Regions from separate parts of the Mus musculus genome. Here region 1 is linked to region 2. A link is a contact called in public HiChIP or PLAC-seq data. All regions are on one chromosome and are shown on one strand. Each heading gives the region's core, a stretch centred on a gene start, on an enhancer-like site or on the middle of the called end of the contact. The rest is flanking DNA. Distances are from core to core; before and after follow the strand shown.

What was found. HiChIP or PLAC-seq counts read pairs in DNA pulled down with a chosen protein or histone mark.
Region 1: a contact with region 2 is called in an H3K4me3 HiChIP or PLAC-seq map of embryonic basal ganglia, with 3 times the contacts expected there. The contact joins two enhancer-like sites. A contact is called at or near these places in 2 of 484 Hi-C or Micro-C datasets (the G1E-ER4 cell line and pre-megakaryocyte-erythroid progenitors) and 4 of 115 datasets of contacts at active chromatin or transcription factors (astrocytes, embryonic basal ganglia and embryonic stem cells).

What each region holds. Positions count from the first base shown.
Region 1 is chr8:114,897,459-114,901,384 of GRCm38.p6, reverse strand. The region is part of intron 8 of Wwox (WW domain-containing oxidoreductase); the gene reads right to left. Among named protein-coding and RNA genes, the nearest start is that of Gm39257, 62 kb to the left of the region's middle. Within about 2 kb of position 1,979, at least 15 of the 459 cell types and tissues checked have an H3K27ac peak or open chromatin away from gene starts, as enhancers often do. A contact at or near this core is called in embryonic basal ganglia, where this site is marked.
Region 2 is chr8:114,466,813-114,471,048 of GRCm38.p6, reverse strand. All of the region lies in intron 4 of Wwox (WW domain-containing oxidoreductase), which reads right to left. Among named protein-coding and RNA genes, the nearest start is that of Wwox, 29 kb to the right of the region's middle. Within about 2 kb of position 2,023, at least 13 of the 459 cell types and tissues checked have an H3K27ac peak or open chromatin away from gene starts, as enhancers often do. A contact at or near this core is called in embryonic basal ganglia, where this site is marked.

The sequences.
Region 1 (3,926 bases), core at 730-3,229, 430 kb before region 2:
TCTTGGAGGCATTTATACTGGGGAGAGTCAGGTAAAGGATTCTGAGCTTTGAGGACCCCCTCCACCCAAGATACTATAGCCAGGGATCTTGGAGCTGGGAGAAGACACATTGAATCTTGGTATAAGAGCAAACAAGTAGGCTGGAGTAGAGCCCACCTGAAACCCTGTACTCTAGGAGATGGAAGCAAAAGAATCAAGTCCAAAATCATCTTGGGTTACCCCATGAGTATAGCCTGGGCTACACGGGAGATACTATCTTTAAAAACAAGGAGCTTTCAAAACAGCTAGCGGGTGACTGCTTGGTCAGTCCTGTGCTCTTCTGGGGCTACGAGGGGATGCCATGACCAAAGCCCATCACCCTTAAATTCTAAGAAGAGGAACATCTGTTAGAGCTGGCAAGATGGTGGCTTATTGGGTAAAGTGCTTGCCAAATAACCATGAGGTCCTGAGTTGAGAACTCATGTGTAAAACCAGGTGCTGGAGCCCATGCCCATCCTCCCATTGCTCTGAAGGCAAGAGACAAGGGAGGGCCCCAGGGACCTTGGAAGCCACAGGGCTCTGGTATAGGCACTGAGTGACGAAACGAACCCATCTCCATCAAGATGGTAGGCGAGGAGCAATCCTGGGATTGTCCTCCCTCTCAGATGTGCTTGCAGTGCCAGTGGCACCGACTGCCTGTCTGCTGGCCACTGTCTTCAGCACTTCAAAACATTTCTCTATTTAGCACTTGCAATGACCTTGTCAAAGAGAGTCTAATGAGAAAGCGGGAAGACCAACAGGCAAGTGCCAGTTGTGGAACTGAAGGTGGTGGGTACGGGAAGGGAGAAAGCTGGGCTTTTAGCCTTGAATAAAGTGTTGAGAAGTAAAGATACAACCACTGTTTGTATATGATTGGCCAAGGGAGTGGCACTCTCCCAGAGAGTAGAAGGTGTGGCCTTATTAAAGTAGGTGTGTCACTATGGGTGTGGGCTTTAAGACCCTCATCCTAGCTGCCTGGAAGTTGGTATTCTGCTAGCAGCCTTCTGATGAAGATGTAGAACTCTCAGCTCCTCCTGCACCATGCCTGCCTGGAAGCTGCCATGTTCCAGCCTTGATGATAATGGGTGGGCCCTCTGAACCTATAAGCCGGCCCTGATTAAATGCTGTCCTTATAAGAGTTGCCTTGGTCATGGTGTCTGTTCACCGAAGTAAAACCCTAACTAAGTCAGCTATCTAAACTCCTTCACAATTACATAAGGTGATTTGGGGGGAGGGGGCATGATTTTCATTTAGCCAGCATGGATTTTCGGGTTCAAGCAAACAGGTAAGACATCTAGTTTCTTCTACATCCCTTTGAAGCCCCTTCTTATTGAAATCTCAAAACCTGGACATCCAGGCTTAGGAGAAGCTGCCTGGTGTCTTAAGTTCAGACTTACTATGGCACCTCCTTCTGCAGCTCCATACAGGGAAGTTAAATACAAAATCTATCTCTCTTCTTCAAATCTCCTCCCAATCACTGATCTCTCCAAGAAAAAAAAAAAAAACACAACTAAACAGTCTCATCAGGGGAGAGGCAGCGAGGGCAGACCTAAGTCACCCCTAGAATTAACACACCTGCTCTTTGATCCACCCAGGGCCCTCCCCAAGGTGACCTTGTCAGACAACTCATACTGGGTCATCTATGTTGTCCAGGGGCTCAGGGTCCCGTCCTCGGACCCAGGAACTGCTTCAGACCTCACGGGGATACATTACAATTGTGAACTCACTCCACAGAAATAAGGAACAACCCAGGACTAAGTGGAAATAGCCATTCTCCTCGCCTGCCCTAGGATGTGGTGACCAGGACCAGACAGGGAAAGAAAGGATTCCTCCCATGGCTCCGGAAGCCCTCAGGCGGGCTTAGAAACACACTGCCCATGACCACAGCCCAGGGCTCGGGTAACCCTGACCGCAGTAGACAATACCACAGGGCCCTGGCCTCTACTATCTTTTGTCCCCATCACGTTTCCCTAATAGATGATCCCACCGATTCCCATTGGCAGCCCTTTGTACCGTAATGAACAGGATGCAGGCTGATGAATGCAGCCACCACGCAGAAAACGTCAGTTCTTTCATTAAGCAAACCTCCCCAGGTTCATTGTATTGAACCAGGGTTTAGGCTATTACGCTGACACATGACAGAACCAATTCTAGTCACATTGTAAGTGCCTATTCATGTTTGGCAAATTCTACTTTCCGCACATACGCACATTTAGAATTAGACGCTGGCTGCCTGCAACTCCTCCCCCCCCAACCCCCGCCCTGAAATCTATTTTCCTATTTTTAACTGCTAATAATTAAGAGAAATCCTGCTTTAATAACAGAATCTCAATGAACCTAATTCAGTGGGGGACATAATGGATCGCCACACTGTGATTCTTTTCTGACTGCTCCACAGGCAGGCTGGCTTTTCGAGGACACTCAGATATTGACAGGCTATGTCCATTTGCAGAAGGGAACATAATAAAATATTTGCACACGGGGTCCTGACACTGCAAGCTCTTCTTTCTACTCACTGTTTAAAAGAGAAAACATTTCTTTTTCAAGTTTGGATTCCCTGCTTGTGAAAATGCCATCACTCTGAAGGAAAGACTGAAGGAGCATGCCTGACCAAGGGGCAGCTCGGGGCACCAGGACAATGAGTACTGATGGCTCTTCTACCCATCACTTCTTACGTGACTGTACCTCTCCATAAGTGTGTGTCTGGGGTGTCCCTGGCATCGGCTCAAACTTGGTGCCAGGATTTGGGCAAGAGGCTAGGAGATTTGCGTTTCAGTGGCCTCGTGCTGTGGCTACTGACTCTCTTGTCTCCTTCACCTACCACCCTGACTTCAAAAATAGTGGCTGCTTCCTCTCCTTTTGCACAGGCCAAAAGTTTCAGCTCCAGAGTCGAGGCGATCACTGTACCTACAGTTTTGTTGGTATTCACTGAGATATTTGCATGATGTCATTTTTTGGGGATGGGGTTCAGTTGTTGCCCCCTCAAAAGCCCCATCCCACACAGCTTCGGAAATGAAAGAAATATTAGTGACTGGTGGAAGCAGAGCATGATGGTCTGCATATGCTCGGCCCAGGGAGTGGCACTATTAGGGGGTGTGGCCTGGTTGGAATAGGTGTGTCACTGTGGGCATGGGCTTAAGACCCTCATCCTAGCTGCCTGGAAGCCAGTCTTCTGCTAGCAGCCTTCAGATGAAGATGTAGAACTCTCAGCTCCGCCCACTGCCATGCTCCCACCTTGATGATAATGGGCTGAACCTCTGAACCTCTAAGCCAGCCCAATTAAATGTTGTCGTTTTAAGACTTGCCTTGGTCATGGTGTCTGATCACAGCATTAAAGCCCTAAGTAAGACACAGAGTGACTGCTAAAAGGGACAGGGTTTCCACTGGGGGAGGAGGGAAGAAGTCATAGTTGGGATGAGTGTGGCCTTTGTGACCTTAGCGTCACTCTGATATACATGTTATTCCATGTTCAGACAAGAGGCAGCGTGGGATTCAGCCTTCACGGCTGAGATGTGTCTTACTCATCTGACACTGGACTCTCCAACCTTCAGAGTGGAAGCCGGGAAGAGAGTTCTGTTGTCTCTGGGGCACTCTGTTCTAATATTCCACAAACCCCCAGGATGGCAGCTGTCCAGCAGCTATCCCTGCAGCCTCTCCTCGACGTGCATCCCAACTGCGGAGCGCACACCACCCGCTCTGCCTTCCTGCCACTCCTCAGTGTCTCACCACCCTCAACTCAGATTTATTACAGGCTTGTCCATAAGCCTACCTCTAGTGAAAATGACAAAGAAACACCTTGCTGGAAGGTATGGCCAAAGGTAAATCATAAACCTTTGATAAGGAACGGGACAAATCCGGACAAACAGCTGCTCTATCCCACTTTGTATTAAGCAGATAATGTCACACAG
Region 2 (4,236 bases), core at 774-3,273:
CTTTGGCTTCTCTGAGCCATGCCATCATCTACAAGTTCACGTTTAAGAACTTTAAAATCTAGCTACACACACACACACACACACACACACACACACACACACACACACACGTCTCAGTATATATTAAATTTACAACTGTGTGTTGGTCTGCGTAAACTGCTATCCCAGGCGACCTGTGTCCTTCAAGATGTACATGTCGTCACGTCTAGAATCTCTCAGGGAGAATCCTGTGCTCCAGGTGTCAGTTGGACCCTGGCCCTTCCCCAACCCTTGGTTTCAGATTTCCACCCTGATAAAACACAGTGTCCTAAGCCACCACTTCCTGGCACTTGATAGAGCTGTCCTTGCAAACAATGTGTACGGGCCCAAGACCGACAGTCAACTGGACTGGTTTGCAGCCCTCACGCCCTTTAGCCTGAAGGACACCTGGGATGATGATGTCCTTTCACGTCTCCCAGAGCAGGAGGGGACTGAAGAGCCACGGCAATGGGTGAGCAGTAGCAGGTGTCTCACCCTTGCCCCACTACAGATGCTCCACTGACTACAACCACCACCAGCTGGCTCCAGACAGCAATATGTGCCCTCCCACCCCCAACTTCCAATTCTGGAAATTCCCTGACACTGGAGCATCGGAGGCCTACAGAACACTGCTTGGTGCGCCAACACACGATGGGGCCACCGTGGCCTAAAAGGGATGAAGGCCTATGGACAAATGTCTCTCCTTCTCTGACAGACAGCTCTCCAATGCGTTCCACAGCTTCCTCAGAAAGCCCTTGCCAGAGGCGCAGCAGCGGCTGCAGCACTGGCCCAGCCCAGAACCCGCGCGCTTGTGCTTGCCCGTCTTTCCCTCATCTCCTTGCTGAATTCTCACAGCCTCTGTGGAGTTCTCTGAAATCACATCTTAAACGATTTGAAGTCTGCCTTTGGCTCGGGTTCTCCCTTTGAGGGAACAAAAGCTAAGAGATAAAAGACAAGTTCTTAAATCATTCCCATAAAAAAAAATAACAGTTTTCATACAACTTGAGATTTTTAAAAAGGCCTACCCACATACACACAGCAGCTTCTGATCACTTAAGTACTGCGTCTTGTAGAATTATGTCCGTCACTCCCACGTCTATCCTTAGAGCAGTGGTTCTCAACCTTCCTAATGCAGGCTAGCAGATATGCGACCCCTGTGAAAGGGGGTCATTTGGCCCCCTAGGGGGTCGTGACCCACACTTTGAGAACCACTGCCTTAGAGTATCTTAAGTTTATCTCTGTCCCTAGTAGCTATCAGAATTAATGTATATAAATCTCTCCTACCAACCCACTAGTCACTCACTCTCCCTTTAATGGTGTGCTCAGAACAGAAACTTCAGCAAGCTTTCAGCTTATCCGTGCTTCATCCAGAAAGGAACAGACTAGTCTAGATCAGTGGTTCTTGACTTGTAAGTTGCGACCCTAAGACCATCGGGAAAACAAATATTTACAATTCATAACAATTGCAAAACTCCAGTTATGAAGTACCAATGAAAATAACTTCATGGTTGGGGTCACTACAGCATGAGGAACTGTATTAAAGAGTCACAGCAACAGGAAGGTTGAGAACTACTTCTCTAGATGTCTACTTCCATGGTCACATGTGTGCAGATGCCTGCAGAGTCCACAAGAGGGCGTCAGATCCCCCTGAAGTTAGAGTTACCAGCAGTGGTGCGCAGCAGGATGTGGGCGCTAGGAACCAAACCGGGTCCTCTGCAAGAGCGGCGAGCGCTCTTACCCACGGAGCCACCTCTCTAGGCCCTGCTTACGTTTATTTTCAACAAACCCTGATCGTTTCAACCAACTAGGGATACAAATGATTTGTCTACGTCATGGGCCGCATTGCTGAGGATGTCAAGAGCTGTGAAAGGCAGCTGCGCGGTGGAAGCATCCTGGAGCATCTGTAGTTAGAGCTGCCAAATGCTGATTGAGCCCTCCAAGCTGGCTCTCTCCATTTGCTCCCCTTTCACATCAGTGGAGAGGCGCTTTAAACACTTCACTCTGGCTCTCCCGCAGGGCAGCGCGCAGGCTGCTAGCAAGCGTGATTACTGTCTACCAGCAGTTCGGTGATTGCTACTGTCGTCAGGCAGCTGCCCGCTGGCTTCTCGGGGGTGGGCTGCCCCCAGTGTGTTCCATTGTCATTCTCGGGGTGAGGGGAATAAATAAGCATTTGAAAGACTCCCACTCAGGAGGTTATGGCTCCTCAAAACATACTTACTTCTCAGAAATGACTAATCACTCCAGTATTCTCCGCTATTCTCCCATGCCAAATCATGGATACCAGTGCTGACGATGAGCCTGCACTTGGCCTCCACCCAAGGGCAAGTGCCACACTCGGCCTGTGCATCTTTCGTCCGGTGGTCTACACATCCGTATTTGGAGTCCACTGCTCACTGAGTTCTAAGGACTCTTTTTAAAAAGATGCTGCGTGTTTCCAATATCTGTTGGCAAGAAACCTGGCCTGGTTCTTAAAAGGGAAAGCAGATTTAATAAAATTAAGAGGAAATATTTCACTGAAGACAGAATAATTAAAAGGCACACTGTACCGTCCGTAAAGCTAGGCTGGCTCCCATGGGAGTATGGGAGGGACCGGTGCCGGCCTGTGTGATTGTTTTCATGTCTTCTCCTGTCTGACTAACCACTGACAGTGACAGAGCACTCAGATGGCCATCGCCAACCTGCCAGGCAGCGCTCGCTCACCGTATGAAAGCTAGTCCTTTCAAGTGCATTCTCTTTCTCTTGACCTAAGCTCCCATCCCTCAACAGGACCGTATTCACCTGTTTCTTCTTTTTCCTCTTGTGAAGTCCCATGATCACACACTACAGAAAACACTTAGTTCTAAAAGACAGATGTGCCGGGTTCAAGACCTGCTTGGACTAGAGTGAGTTCAAGGCCACTCTGAGCAACCGAGCAAGACCCTGCCACCAGACATTTTCATTTTCGACTGGTGAGACAGCTCAGTTGCACAGTGCATGCCCAGTACTCCTGAGATAAAGGGTTCAATCCTCTATACGGGAGACCACCACAACAAGAAACGTGTGGCTGTTGTTACAATACAGCATACACAGCTGAAGCTTTGCCAGACGCCCTTCAATATCCACTGGCAATTCTGTGCAGTCCAGAAAACCATGTCAATGTTTATGAAACTGTCAGGGTGGCCATGACAGATATACGGCTATCCCTCGGGAGGTCAGCTTGTAGATCACAAACTCACCGAGTGTTCTTTCCCTGTGTCAGTTAAGGGTGCATCCTAAGGAAAGAAGATAATTCTCTTCATGTTGGCATGTATTTGAAATTGTCTGCTGAAAAGAAAAGAAAAGGAAAGGAAAGGAAAGGAAAGGAAAGGAAAGGAAAGGAAAGGAAAGGAAAGGAAAGGAAAGGAAAGGAAAGAAAATTTTAAATGCTTGTTCTAGAAATAAGGCCTTAAGCTCCTGATGGTGGTGGTGGTTGTGGTTGTGGTTGTGGTGGCAGTGGTCAGTTGCTGCACACGCCTTTAATCCCAGCATTCGGGAGGCAGAAGCAGACAGATCTCTGAGTTCAAGGTTAGCCTGGTCTACAGAGTGAGTTCCAAGACAGCCAGGGATACACAGAGAAACCCTGTCTCCAGAAACAAAAGCAAAACCTAAAAGAAAAGAAATCAGACCTTAAACACAGAAACTCTCAGTGAGCAGTCTGTTACAGACTGCTAGGTAGATGCTGCACTGAGTGGCTTTGTTTCTGTGGTTTTATTTTTTTCTCTCTCTAGCCTCTTACAACTCCAACTGGCTGGTGTCTTGGGCCCCACTTCTCAGAAAAAGAAGCTAAGGCTTGGGATAAAAAACATAGTCCAAAATCCTAGAGTTAACAAACTGGAAAACAGGGCTGGAGAGATGTCTCAGAGGTTAAGAGCACCAACTGCTCTTCCACAGGTCCTGAGTTCAAATCCCAGCAACCACATGGTGGCTCACAACCATCTGTAATGGGATCTGATGCCCTCTTCTGGTGTGTCTGAAGACAACTACAGTGTACTCATATACACAAAATAAATAAAATCTTAAAACAAAACGAAACAGAACTGGAAAATACTGAAGGAAAAAGAAGAGGAAAAGGTAAAAATTCTAATTATCTAAGTGGCAACATTTAAGCCAAAAGCAAACTAGAAGTCTGCATTTATTCTACTTTCCCAAGCCTTGTTTTGTTGTTTTCTTAAAGGTTTAGTGTGTGTGTGTGTGTGTGTG